Regions from separate parts of the Gasterosteus aculeatus genome. Here region 1 is linked to region 2. The links are chromatin contacts, called in public Hi-C maps. All regions are on one chromosome and are shown on one strand. The core of a region is the stretch at or near the end of the contact, and the rest is flanking DNA. Distances in the headings are between cores, read along the strand shown.

Region 1 (6,288 bases), core at 1,564-4,063, 37 kb after region 2:
ACTGGGGACATTATTCTGCAGCCTGGCAGCCGGTGCTGCGCCGGGTTGGGCCTGTCAGAGGTGTTGGAAGTCATATAAACAGTGTTTAAAGCTGACAGGAATCCGTGTGAATGAGCCTTGGGCTGCACCCCAAAGAACCTGATAGCATTACAAGTGGATGAACTGGCCTCTGTTCACTCAGACACTGTTGCTCAATCTGTTGAGTGTGAGCGGTCACGTTTACGGTTTAAAAATGTGAACCGAACCAAAAGAGGCAACAGCGGCGTTTAAATCTAGAAGGCAAAAATGTATTCTCAGACAGGTATGAAAATATTTAAGAAGGTTTGCTGTTTGTGTCCAGACCCGCAGGGACAAACACACACAACGCAGGTATTTACGTACCTCCTGACAGCAGTATTCTGTTCATCAAAAGTCTACGGACTTAGCTAAATGCCGAAATGCTGAAATGTTGATTATCAGGAGCTTTTCTGTGTTGTAAAGCTCACGTCTGCTAACTGAGGCGGATGACATTTATTCTGCAGGTATTTGGTGGTGAACTAAACTTAATTTGAAAAAGTGGATGCAGCTTCCAGAAGGAGACATGAATGTTTGTTCCAAATCTAATGGCAATCTATTCAATGCTTGACGCATGTGTCACCAAAGTCATTGGGATTCATCATCTGGAGACCACAAATACTATGAAAAAAAATGCATTGTTTGTTTATATATAAACAAACAATGGATTGAATTACAGCTACTGTGATTCCTGGAACCACAGCGCCGGTGGGGCTGTAATGTAAAAGGTGTTTGCGCCGTAAAACATGTTGTTTTCCCTTCTGCTGGCAGAAAAAAACAGCAATAAACATTTATCTTTTCAAAAAAATTTCCAAGCCCTTTTGTCTGACAATCCTGTTTAGCAACCGACCGCATAACACATTTACAATTTACAATACGATTAAATCCAAGTTCACTCCATCTTTCAACTGCTCCTTTAAACTCTCCCTGTTATTGGTCGACCTTTTCATAAAATCATTAAAAATCATTAATTATACATGGGAAAAGTAATGGACCAGCTCTCAGGCCTTTCATCCTTTTAAGTATAATTACTAAGCGGGCTGCACACATGTCATCCTGTCATCTGCGAGCTGTGGCATCACCGTCATTCGTGACCGAGGATAAACTTGTACTTCAGCATTTAGAAACAACCCCAAAACTGTTGGAGACATTAAACGTGACTCTTTCATCTCTTCTTCTTTCGTCTTCCCCCCCCTCCTCTTTGAAACACACAGACATTATTCCTCATATCAAAGCGTTTTATTGAACCGTGGCGGCTGGCCGAGGCCACAAAGCCTCGTTGTCTGACCTCCTCCTGAACCAGTCAGACAGTACACTGCCATTTTTCATCTCTCACCCTTTGTCTTTGAGCGAGGTGTTAAAAACCCAAATAAAAGGGTGGAACCAAGCGGTCTCACTTTCAGCCCATCGTATTGACAAGAGGAGACGAGACTGCCTTGTCTCATTTTGCAGCAGTAACCCGAGAGTCTTTCAAAAAGGGACAAGAGACGCAGCGAGCGAAGCATCAGCTCGAATCAAAGTCTCTGCTCGGGTCCAAAGTGGTTTAACGAGCATTCCCCCGTGTTTTACTGCGGTCACGTCAATCAAACCGAGGCGGAGGCGAGAAAGTCGTGTCGGCCTGTCGGCGGGCCGTGTGTTGCAGGTACTAGCCCGAGCCCCGAAGGCAACATCACAGCGACCACTGATGTTCTAATGACTGTCGGAGGAGTTGTCAGAATTCACCCTGCAGGCCTTCGCTGTGCAGGAAAGTCCTCAACATGCAAAATGAGTCTTTTTTCTGATGAATTTCGTTACATAACTTTGAGGTTTGGGGTGCTGGTTGGGTCATTGTGACGTCAGTCAATTATTTGGATGAATATCAGCAAAGTCTATTTAAAAAATCAGTAGGTAAGTACAAGTAAAAACGTAATAATGTAATATATCATCACAGTCCAAGGGGACATTTTTATGAATTGAGTCATTTGACTTAAGTTACCTTGTAACAGAGTCCTTTTCATTATGGTATCATTATTTTTACTTTTACGACATAGAAGATGCATCCACAATACTAAAATAATTCAAACATTAATCCAAACATTTACTAACTTATTGTAAAATTACTAATAAAAACGTGTGGTTGTTTTTTGTTTCATGCAAACAAAGATCAAACTTTGTGTGCTTTTGTCAATTTGGTGTTAGAACCTGTAATGTAGACTTTTATCTGATCTGAGTAAACAAATCAACCACGAGTCCAAAACACCAGACCAACCACCTATTTATATTTATCTTAGTTTATTTACTATTTCAGGCTGACATCAATGTGTATGATCATGGAATACAGTATAAAATAAATAGAAATTAGTTTTCCCAAATCGAATCATAACCTAAAAGACATGCCAGGTCTGTTTATCCTTCTCTCACTTGTGAGCAACAGTGAGATTTTTTTTTTAATTAATATTTTTTATTGATGAGGGAATGTTAGGATAGATCCATATATAAAATATTGATCTTAACAACCATCATTTTATCACATATATTGATATATTTTACGTTGAATGTGTATTGTGAACGATTGTGAATCTTTTGTGATGAAGATGTAAGGCGCCGTTGACCCCACACACACACACGCACACACACAGATAAGCAGGTGGACAGATAGATGGACATGCTGGCAGGCAGACATGCAGTTAGACTGTCTGGCACCAAAGGATGACTGGAAACGCACGCAGTCAGACTTTGAACCGTGTCTGTACTTTCTCCCCAGAAACACGATCCCCTGCTTAGTGCTGGGGAGTAAATAATTGCCTTCATCTCTTGTGGTGGTTACATTCATGAATGGACTCTGGCCAGTGGCGCGTCGACGGCTTTTTGCTGCCATCTTTTGGCATAAATTTAACAAGTCACGTTGTCTTTCTTATTCTGGATTGAAGAAGCAAAGAGAGCAGCGAATGTTGACAAATGTTTTTCAGGTGTAAGTCTGATACATTTAGTTCAAACGTTGCCTAGAAAGCAAAGTTTGATTTATTTCAGGTAAAACTATTAAAAGGTAACACAAATAGAACAAGTCAATACACTAACAGTAAACAAAAAGAAATCTAAATAAAGTAAATGTAATACAAAATGTTTACCCACAAATGTTGATAAATTACAATTAGTTGAGTACAAATGTTTTTTGGGATAAAACTCTTTAATGGTTATGACCCGTCTTCCAGGAAGTCAATGGTGTCTTTCTTCTTACACAATCAAATCAGTCCTTCTATTTCACAGCGTTCCAGAATACATCTGAGGGGTCTCAAAATAGTTTTATTATTTTACTCTGACATTTGAAACAAACGAAATCTCAAAATTAAAAATCATAAACTAATCACTTTTGATCACGTGGAAACTTTTCCTGGGGTCATAAGTCAACAGTGATGTAGAAACTAATTAGTACATTAGTAAAAGTACCAATGCCTTGATGTAAAAATACTGTTAAGTAAATTTAAATGTGCTGCATTGAAAGTGTTACTTTACTAAAAAGACATAATAATCATCTGTAAAATCTACATAAACAATGTTCACATCATGACATTACATTACATCGTGACATTAATATTGCTCTTCCGGACTTTATTATTTCAGGTGGTGGAGTTTGAGCCCATTTTAAAATATTTGGTCTGGGAATTCATTTTTATTGTGGATTAATATGATGATTATTTTACACTTGATTGTTGTTGTAACGCAATTCTTAAGATGGTCAACTCTATTCCCGTCACGACGAGATGATTTGTTTTCCCCATCGCTTGTCATCACGTTTAATGTCTTCACACTTCGAAAAGACCAAATATTGCTCCAGAATAGAAAGGTGGAATAAACTGAGATGAGCCGTATTAATGTGAGTATCTCATTTCCATGATGTTCATAATGCAGGACTCTCATTTCCAAACAACATTAGGCCGATCACACGGATCTTTTTGTTCATGCTACGTTACAATCAGCTGCAGACATTTTCTAAAAGGCTCGTGGAATTTGATAACAACTCCAGCAACAATAGTTTTCCTCTCACTCATTTTGCTAAAGTGCAGCGATACAATGGTAGCCCAGGGACATTATTTGCATATTGTCAAGGGGTGTGTGAATAGGGCTTAGGAGAATGAGAAATTGTATCAGCCACAAAGAAAAGCAATGGTCTGTGACCAAATGCTCGATCTTCCATGCATATGTTATCTGAGATTGAGGGGTTTTGTTGTCATATAAATGCAAATGGAGAGCTGGAATGCAAGGAGAAAATGTTCAATTATGGTTCAAATAGGAATTTTGCTCAATCCAATCCGCGTTAGTGTTCCGTTAAGTATGATGTGCAGTGGGCAGTGTCGCACAAATCCAACATAGCAGTTTGCTTTTAAACGTAATTCCTTTAGCACAGAATCAGTGATGGGTTCATATATTCTTCAGAGGAAACACAACCAAGATCAGAATTGTCTGATAATTTTACAGGAAAAAGTCTTATTTTTGATGATGAATGTAATTTTGCTCCCTAGAGGACGGTCTGTTCGGTCAACTCTTCTGCTTCTATTGAATAATTGACAAGTGCACGTGCTTGTAATGAATAGACATCAACACTGGGTGGCGCAATGTGACATGTTTATTTTTCAGAAAGCCCTTAAAACTCACACATGCTCACAATCAGCAGAATAAAAGAAACCAGACCTTTTATTTGGTGAATAATCAGCCATGTGGTCACTGGGACACGTTCATCTCAAGAGGAATTGCTGTATTTTATTAACAACAATTTCTCATTCTACAAGCATCATTATTAAGTGTGGCAGAAGGCTGCACAATGTCACCAGCGGATCAGCTGGGAAAAAGGAAAAGATGATGATGCTAAGAAGACTAAAATGATCAGAGAAACCTTTTCTGGTTTGCAGTTCTAAAGGAAAGAAACTATCGAGTCACTGGAAGTATTCCAGACTTTCAGAGGCCCCCAGATGTGTTTAAAAAACTCTTAAATTACAGCAAATCAAAAAATCATTCAGGCCTAGTCATTAATTTCTCATTTAGTTACGTTGAAGCCTCGTGTACATTTTTCTCCCTCATTAATCTGCGTTCAATATCTCACAATGAAAAATCACAATGACGACTTTGAACAGGGAAATAACATTGATTTGAGAATCGTTCCCTTTGTCACTTTTAAAGTGTTTCTGTACCTTCATTGAATTCCATCTGCTGTAGAATGAAGTGACTCCACATGATTTGATCTGAGAACAAATAGTATTGACTTCTTCTTCATCTTGCTGTATCTACACATTACTGGGTTTCAACTGTGGCCCCTCCCTGGATTTATTTCTCATCATTTTAGGTTGTTTTTTTTGTACCTTTGTTTATTTACAAGACCTCACTTGTAAATAAAGGCCTGACTTCATATCATCTCCGTCAGTGGCACCTGCTCGCGCTGGCCGGGTGGAAAGAGATTCAGAACCGTGACTTCAGACTTCACTTTCTGTTTGTAATATTAAGGAGGCGTGTTCCTTTCCCCTGGAAACACAATAACACACGACGGACAGGGAGCTTCCATTGATTGTCTCAGCGTGGTGAAATCTATGTGCATTCCTCACAAACCCGCCGTTTACTCTGATTGCTTTAAGAGGATGGGCCGCTCGTCGGGTTTATGACCTCAGCCCATTCAACGCACGGAGTTTGGTTCGACTCCTCCTTGGCGCACACCGTCTCAAACTGCACGACCTCAACTCAATATCCTGTCTGCTATCAATGAGATTATGCAGGCATGCTAACAACAGGAAATTTGCTCTCACAGGGATTGACCGGCAGCCATTTATAGTGACTCGTGACTCAGAGGTCAGCCGGGACGGCGTTGCCTCAGTCTGTGTGTTTTGTAAATCAGTCACAGAGGGAGCACTCAGGTTATCTCTGGGATTGTCGTTTCACGCGATGAGTCACAGCCTGCAACAGGGAAGGGGGGTCGGGGGCGCACGGCGTTTCTCTCTCCCATGGCGGCCTACGTGACTCTCTGTGGGTCCAAGGGAGAGCTTTACTCTGCTGTGAGTCATGTGTTTGTGTGCGATCCACCCGTGTGTGCGCATCTGCAGAGCCGCACACACAAACACACACACACGCACGCACACACGCACACAACTCTGCTGTACTAGTAAGGGACACATTTCCCTTTGCGGGTTGAAGCGAACGCAGGGGGTCAACCTCCATGTCAGAGGAAACCGAACAGAAATTTGACTTCAGGTGTTGGAAGTTGAAGACTTT
Region 2 (7,101 bases), core at 3,167-5,666:
GAATTACTTTCAAGTAAAATGTAGATGAATCTGGTGGTAATGACTTCTTGTTTCCAGTGGATTCCTCTTACAGGCTTCTTTCTTTCACATGTTGCAATACAAAGCTAGTGATGAATCAGAACACCACTTTGTTCCCCTGCGCCACTTTCAGTCTTTCAACACACTAATCGACGCAGTTCCTCTTTACATCAACACATCGTGAGAGGAAATGATTCAGCGCAAATTGTCCCGACTCCTTTATGCATTTTTAAAACAATATTAAAAAACGATACTACATCCACATCTGTTGTCGTGCTCCCTTTAACATTAAAAGCACCAGAGTCGGGTGTAACAGTGCGCAAGCAAACCGATTTCTTCTTTGGTAACGAGGGAACGGTTTGTCTCTCAGCGCGAAAGTGAGCTGCCGGCTGAACGGCGACTCGTCTCAGTCCCAAAGCGTCAGACACGCCATGACGCTGAAGCCCAGCAGGATGAAGAGCACCTTGAGGAGCTGCTTCCCGGGGGAGTTGAGCTCGTGCGGGAGGATCTCCAGAAAGGTGATGTAAATGAAGGTCCCCGCGGCGAGCCCCTCCAGGACGGCCTGGATGAGCGCCCCCGCCGCCAGCTGGGCCTCCATCACGCTGATGCCGATGGCGATGCCTATCGGCGACATCATGGCGAACACGCCGATGTAGGCGGCCACCCACAGCGGGCGCACGGCGCTCTGGACGAGCTTCACCGACAGGCTGAAGACTATGATGCTTTTGTGGACAAGGATGGCGATGCAGATCTCCAACACCTGGCGGAAAACGGCGAGAGAAATACGTAAAAAAACTTCCATAGGAAACAAAACAATAGTAAAAACGTGGATCATTTTGTAGTTTGGGCCAAGTATGTGTGCCATGCTGTTGTTGCCGTGGTAGCCACGTGTTTGATATCTCCAGTCATTTTGAGGTCAATGATGTTGTGCAAAGAGGAAGTCCGCTGGTTGGTTATGGGTTTTGTCAATGAAGTGCACCGATTTTCAGATGTTTCATTGGCTGGATTATCAAAATTGTATCTATTAAAGAGTTTGAAATTTCATTTTCATAAAGGATGTAAAAAATGAAAAACCCTAAAATCTACTACAGCAGAGGATCTTTTAGTATCGCCCACTTAATAATTATTTATAATCAGTTGAGCCCATTGTTCTGTAGGGAAAAGTACCTCAACAGTTCGATGATGTTTATTTAATTCCCACCGAACTCTTCTGCACCTTTAACCTCATTCAACGGGGCTTTTATAAATCAGTGTCGGACGGGAAAAAAATACAACCGCTTCATGTATCAAATCAGTCAGAGACTCTCTCTTTTTCCATAAAGTAACTAAATGCAGAAAGCCTTTTTTCTGAAAAGAGAAGAACATTTTCAACAGAGCCAAAGACATCAAATCAACACACAACTGCATGTAGATGAAAAGCCCCCAGGGACCATGGGTGGTATGCTCAGACCGCTTGGGTTGTCTTGTGACCACGAGGTGCAGATCTGACTCTCATGACAGCCGGATTCCTTTCCTGTCTAGGAACCTTAAACCCTGCTTTCTTCTGGTCACATGGTTTACTGCAGCGCTTTTCTCGGGCCAAGCGCACAAGCCACAGAGGTCACTTCTAATAAAAGAGTTGAGGGTAAGAGCCGTTTCGTGTCACCTTTGAGTCCGTGCTCTGCAGGCCGATGGCGAGGCCCTCGAAAACCGAGTGGAGCGAGAGGGAGAGGAAGAGCATGAAGGAGCGGAAGGGCGAGTGGGCCTGAAAGTCCACGTGGACGTGGTGGCCGCTGCCCTCCAGGTCGGGGCTGCTTCCGTGGCCGTGGCCGTGGCCGTGTCCGTTCCTGTTGTCCGGGATGAGGGGAGCCCTCTCCTCCCGAGTCCCCCGCATCTCCCGACAGTTCTGCACGACCCTCTCCAGGATGAGGACCATGAAGAAGCCGGCGGCCATGATGAACTCTGCGAGGGGGAAACTGGTCTGTTTGAGACCGACAGGGAGATGAATCAATCAAAAACACTTTGATGTATAATTAATAATAAATGATCCGATAAAACACGTAGATTCGGCACCTTTTTTTTTACTACTTTCTAAAATGGCATATATAGAATTAATAGATTTATTTAAAGCAATATTGACATACATTTACATGACAGAGATACATTACAAAATACAAAAAATTGTTTGTAAAAACAGCCTGTGTGTGTGGGATTCATGATTTATCCACACTCTACGTTCGTCCATGTCAATGAACCCATTGTTGGACGTACCTCCACAGACCGAGCGTCCAGCTCAGCCTTTATGTCGGACAGATAATCTGGAATGATGTCGAGGAAACATGCTGCAAGGAAAACCCCGCCGGCGAAGCAGCTGATCAGACTAAGAACTGTGCGGTGGCTGTCTGCAAATGCATAAAAAAAAGACAAACAAGTTACACAGGGGTTTAATTACAAAGGACAAAATGGCATCACGGACAGAGTAAACAAAACCTATTCTTCCAATTGCAGCATTTTTTAAAGTAAATCTGTCTTTTATTCACGGTTCCCTTTGAGCAAAAAAAATCCCTGTAAACAGAGGGATTGATGATAGATGATTCTACACCTCCAACATTTAGAAAAGAAACGCCAATCCTTCCAAAGTAGGAATAATTGTTAATAGATCATGTGACACAGCATGACCACGAAGCACAAAAGTCCAAATGACTCTGCAGGGCACTAAAACGCACGCGCATGTAATGGGAAGAAATGACCGTCACCATCCAGACATCCCTCTCATTCACATTACAACAATCAGTCAATCAATTTACACATTTAGGTTGATTAATGACATTAACAAGATACAGGAATTAGTCAACAGTGTCAGCTCATCGCATTATATGATGATTGCAATCCACCCTTTTTTTGACCACGTTACCACTGTTCTCTTATCAGCGGGTTAATGGTTTCTGAGTCACGGTTGATGACATCATTAGCAGTTCATTGCCTTCACAACACGTACGTTATCGCTACATTGAGGACACGTGACTGCGCGAGACGGACGGCTGGTGAAACGGAAACACTGACGGGATCGGTTACAGCACCAAACCCTACTCGTGCCTTTTAAGCATTTCAGTTTGCTTTGTCTATGTGCAAATTACAGCGCGTCGAAGCCTGAAAATGAATATCGCAGATGAATCAGCGACTTTTCCTTTTCACTTCGGCGTCGGAGTGACAAAGGAACGAGGAGGCAAATCCAATTAATACCTTTGATTCATTTCCGGTAATTCGTGTTGAGTTTTCCGACGGATTCAAAGTCCTGACTTCTTTGACAACAGTGAGAGAATGCCACGATAATAACCGCCAGAGTTAACGTTGCCTGCTAATGTTCAAATCGACGTGAACTTACCTGTCCCGTGTGTGTCTCTGAAACATTTGACTCGAGCGGGGATAAATCCAAAAAAAAGAGTCAGGAGCAATAAACCGACCAGAGCGCCAATTTTCACCTGGAGCAAGAAGTCCATGTTGCGGCATAAAAGCTGTCCGTTCAGGACAGAAGTTCGCTGCCTGACTGAGCTAACATTTAATGAGCTACGAGAGGAGCCCGGAGCTTCGCCAACCGACAGGAAGACCAGAGTCCCCCCAGAAAGCAGCGGCGCCCACTGTTGTTATTTACAAGTGTACCACCAGTTCCTACTACGGTGGCCGAGGAGGGCGAAACGCACCCTTCGCGAAACTGTAAACCACAGTGTATACTCGTTGAACTCGTTGTGAAAGAAACTTTAATAACTATATCATAACTTTCGTGTTAATTTAATTATAATTCACCAGAGTTTCTTTCGATACATTATTAGTGAAAACAAGATCACACAGGAGACTAAAACCAAAACAATATTTTCTACCCATACAGATACCTGCACTGTTCATGCTAAATGTCTCTGAACCACAGCACATTCATCTACCGCTTACTTAATATGTATATATAACATTAACAATGTATACATGTAGACGACGTAACTCTGCAGTTTACTTTTTTGACTTCTCCGCACTATGTGCGATAACAACATTTATTTTAATACAATCAAATTTTGGAATTTTGCAGTGTTTTATCATTAATTTTGGGCTACAACAGGAGCCTTGTTTTTTGCAGTACGTAAACAGCACGATACAAATAGGAAATAGAGCATTTATAATAAATCCTCATCGTAAAGACTGAAGAGTGTATTTTTACTAAAACAAAAACACATACATTGCCTTGGATAAATAATAACTTAAATCCTCATTTAATAATCCTTTACTTTGGTGGGGTCATTTGTTTGACTATCTAATAATAATTTTATTAACCAGCGGGTGGCGCCATCTCACCACATTCGCACCCTTTCGCACCACCACCACCAGCGCGCCTGCGACGGGGATTGATGACGACATCTTCATGCGCCGGATATGTTCGCCTCCATCGATCAGAAGCCCCGAATGCTGATGTGTTACAAGGAGCGCTCGCCGCAGGGAGTCTCGTGAGTTTCCTCCCGCGGGTCAGTAACAATAAAACAAGGCAGAGACGCGGCGTCGGGTCGCGGGTCGATGTCAGAGGAAGACACAGCGGAAGAGATCGAATGGCGGTGAGAGAAACGGGACACACGGAGACGGGGACAAGCGACTGACTCACTGCTACGTTCACCGAGACAAGCGAGACCGCCACGCGCTAACATATAAGATACGTGTTGGTGTCTGCTTGTAGGAAGAAAGACTACATTTGTGGATTGTGGATCCAAAAATGTTGAATTTTCTCCCCCTAAACTCCATATTTCACTCCACTGAATCCCCGTTAAGATCTGTCAAAATCCAGCTCATTAGTACTTCTAGTGGCTTTACAGCACTCCCAGGCGGTCGGTCTCACGGCAGCTCCACTTACTCCATTTATTTATATACAAGTTTACAAAATGAGAAAACTTACACAGAACCAACAGAGCAATAGCAACATTAAACAAATAGGCACTGATATGCAACAAAAGTTGAAAATGTAGTTATGCTGCATTTTTGGGAAATAATGGATCATTGAAAAATATCTACAAGAAAAGGTCTAGAACTACAAATTCGTAAAACAAAACTTTAATCTCCATTCTAATAATTAGATACCAATAAAAAACATCTTCCAGTGCAGAGCAATAAAATGTCATCAAATACCATCAGTCTCACGCACACATTTTATTTGATTTTTTTTTTGATGTTGCATATTAATAGATCTTAAGACATGAACACATAGAATTCTCAAATCTTAACTTTTATCTGAATAAATACATATTTATTAATCTTCGATATCAAGTTATATTTGCTCCCCACAGCAGGAAGTTTTGTCTATAAAGCCGTTTTGCACTGGTTTTACTCAAAAAGATTTAGTTATTTTTAAGGAGTTGAAGAACAGCACAATCATTTTGTATTTTTACCCCACAGCCCAAAGGGAAGGTCGGCACAAAGGGAAAGAAGCAGATCTATGAGGAGAACGAGGCGACTCTAAAGTTCTACGTCAGAGTCATCCTAGGAGCCAACGTAAGAGCCGCGCTGTTTTTGTGTTTGTACTGTCAAAAGAAACGTCAAACTTTGCGAGGGGATCCCCGTTCTGGTAGTTCACTTGTGTGGTGTTTGTGTTAAAAAGATTTTCAGTGGATCAAAGGTTGTTTGTTACTTTAAAATAGCACGGTATATGTACCAAAATGACAGATTCCTGCTCATGGGTTTGCACCATCGTCATCAATGGTCTAAAATTACTTGGGATATTACAGATTTTCATTGAAATCATAATATAAAAATTCTACCAATAAGTATTTTCATAATTGATTCATCTTTATAGTATATTTGGGACAAAGGTTTCTTTAGTTGATGAAATAGTAAGGACGGTGAAATGAGTGATTATCATAATCCACCACACTACTACCCCCACTAACATCCCACTCTCATGTCAACCAAACCCACAAATATACTGCTGTTCCTCTGCAGGCAATATATGCTGCCACAAATCTTTTGGTTTTCTACAGTTCGTCTTCGTTTTCGACATGGGTGAGTGCACGTAATCACCATCGCTTAAAGTCTCCATACACCACAAATGTGATGCACCTCCTCCCTCCCCGCCTTTTAACGCCTCGCGCGCCTCCCGCAGCTCCTGCTGGTGTTCGCGCTAGCGGTGTATGTCGGGAGTTACCGCTCCATGTCGGCCATGGCCAAGCCGGCATTTGCCGATGACGGAGGTCTGCTGGACGGAGGGATAGACCTGAACATGGAGCAAGGAATGGCTGAGTAAGTAAACCCCCCCCCCCCCCCCCGCCAGTCCGTGGAGCCGAGGAAGAGGGGCTGACTTTTAATGTCAGTTTTACAAACTAAAAATCCTACTCGTGGTGCCTTAAATTTCACGGTGCTAAATTGGGAGCTCAGAGGGATTTCTAAAGAGCCTCAACGAGGCGACAGCTGAGCCGGCAGCGCAAACAAAGCCAGCGGCGTTGACAGATCACCGTGTTTACCTGACGGCTGCGAGAGCGACATGCGTGTAAGCGTCTCTGAGCTAACCAGGGGGACCGCGCTCACGTGCGCTAAAAGGCGCGAGGTTACGTAAACAAAGACCTGGAACAGACACAAGAGCCTCTTCATTCTCTGCTCAGGTAGACATTACTCCACGATGCCCCTGCATTGCAAATGTTTGTTTACTGCTGCTTTCTAATGCTATTGAGAAAGTAATTTGTTGTTTTAGGTGTATTTATTTACGTCCAGGAATGGGTTCATTGAAATGTTTTTTTTTTTTAAAGCAGTCTTGTGCTTTGTTAGTCCTCGCTGCAGAGGACAACATTGTCGTCCTGCGTGCACAGCAACATGTCATTGTTCTTGTGACATTTTATTGTATGTGTCTGGTTTTAGGCACCTTAAGGACGTCATCCTGCTCACAGCCATAGTACAAGTGCTCAGCACCATCTCCTCCTATTTCTGGTATCTCTGGCTGCTGGTGAGACAAAGTCCCTGATCAACCCATAGAGATATCGGAGCATCCTCTGACCAGTTCCTTTCTTCTTGTCTCACAACATCTTGTTTTCTGTGTGTGTGTGTGTGTGTGTGTGTGTGTGTGTGTGTGTGTGTGTGTGTGTG

What was found. A called contact is a pair of places that touch in the nucleus more often than the background predicts.
Region 1: a contact with region 2 is called in a Hi-C map of liver, with 4 times the contacts expected there. The contact joins the enhancer-like site here to the promoter of tmem208 in region 2. A contact is called at or near these places in 6 of 6 Hi-C or Micro-C datasets (blood and trunk muscle, liver, skeletal muscle and 2 more).

What each region holds. Positions count from the first base shown.
Region 1 is chr12:20,203,483-20,209,770 of fGasAcu3.hap1.1, forward strand. No RefSeq gene overlaps it. Among protein-coding and RNA genes, the nearest start is that of LOC120812609, 7.6 kb to the right of the region's middle. Within about 2 kb of position 2,814, at least 2 of the 9 cell types and tissues checked have open chromatin away from gene starts, as enhancers often do. A contact at or near this core is called in liver, where this site is marked.
Region 2 is chr12:20,164,415-20,171,515 of fGasAcu3.hap1.1, forward strand. It overlaps tmem208 (transmembrane protein 208), which reads left to right and starts at 4,417. Exons shown (of 7, transcript XM_040166815.2): 1 at 4,417-4,438; 2 at 4,441-4,592; 3 at 5,425-5,520; 4 at 5,968-6,027; 5 at 6,128-6,264; 6 at 6,877-6,961. The coding sequence starts at 4,417. It overlaps slc39a1 (solute carrier family 39 member 1), which reads right to left and starts at 3,693. Exons shown (of 4, transcript XM_040197066.2): 1 at 3,383-3,693; 2 at 2,269-2,399; 3 at 1,664-1,978; 4 at 1-778. The coding sequence starts at 3,497. The coding sequence ends at 425.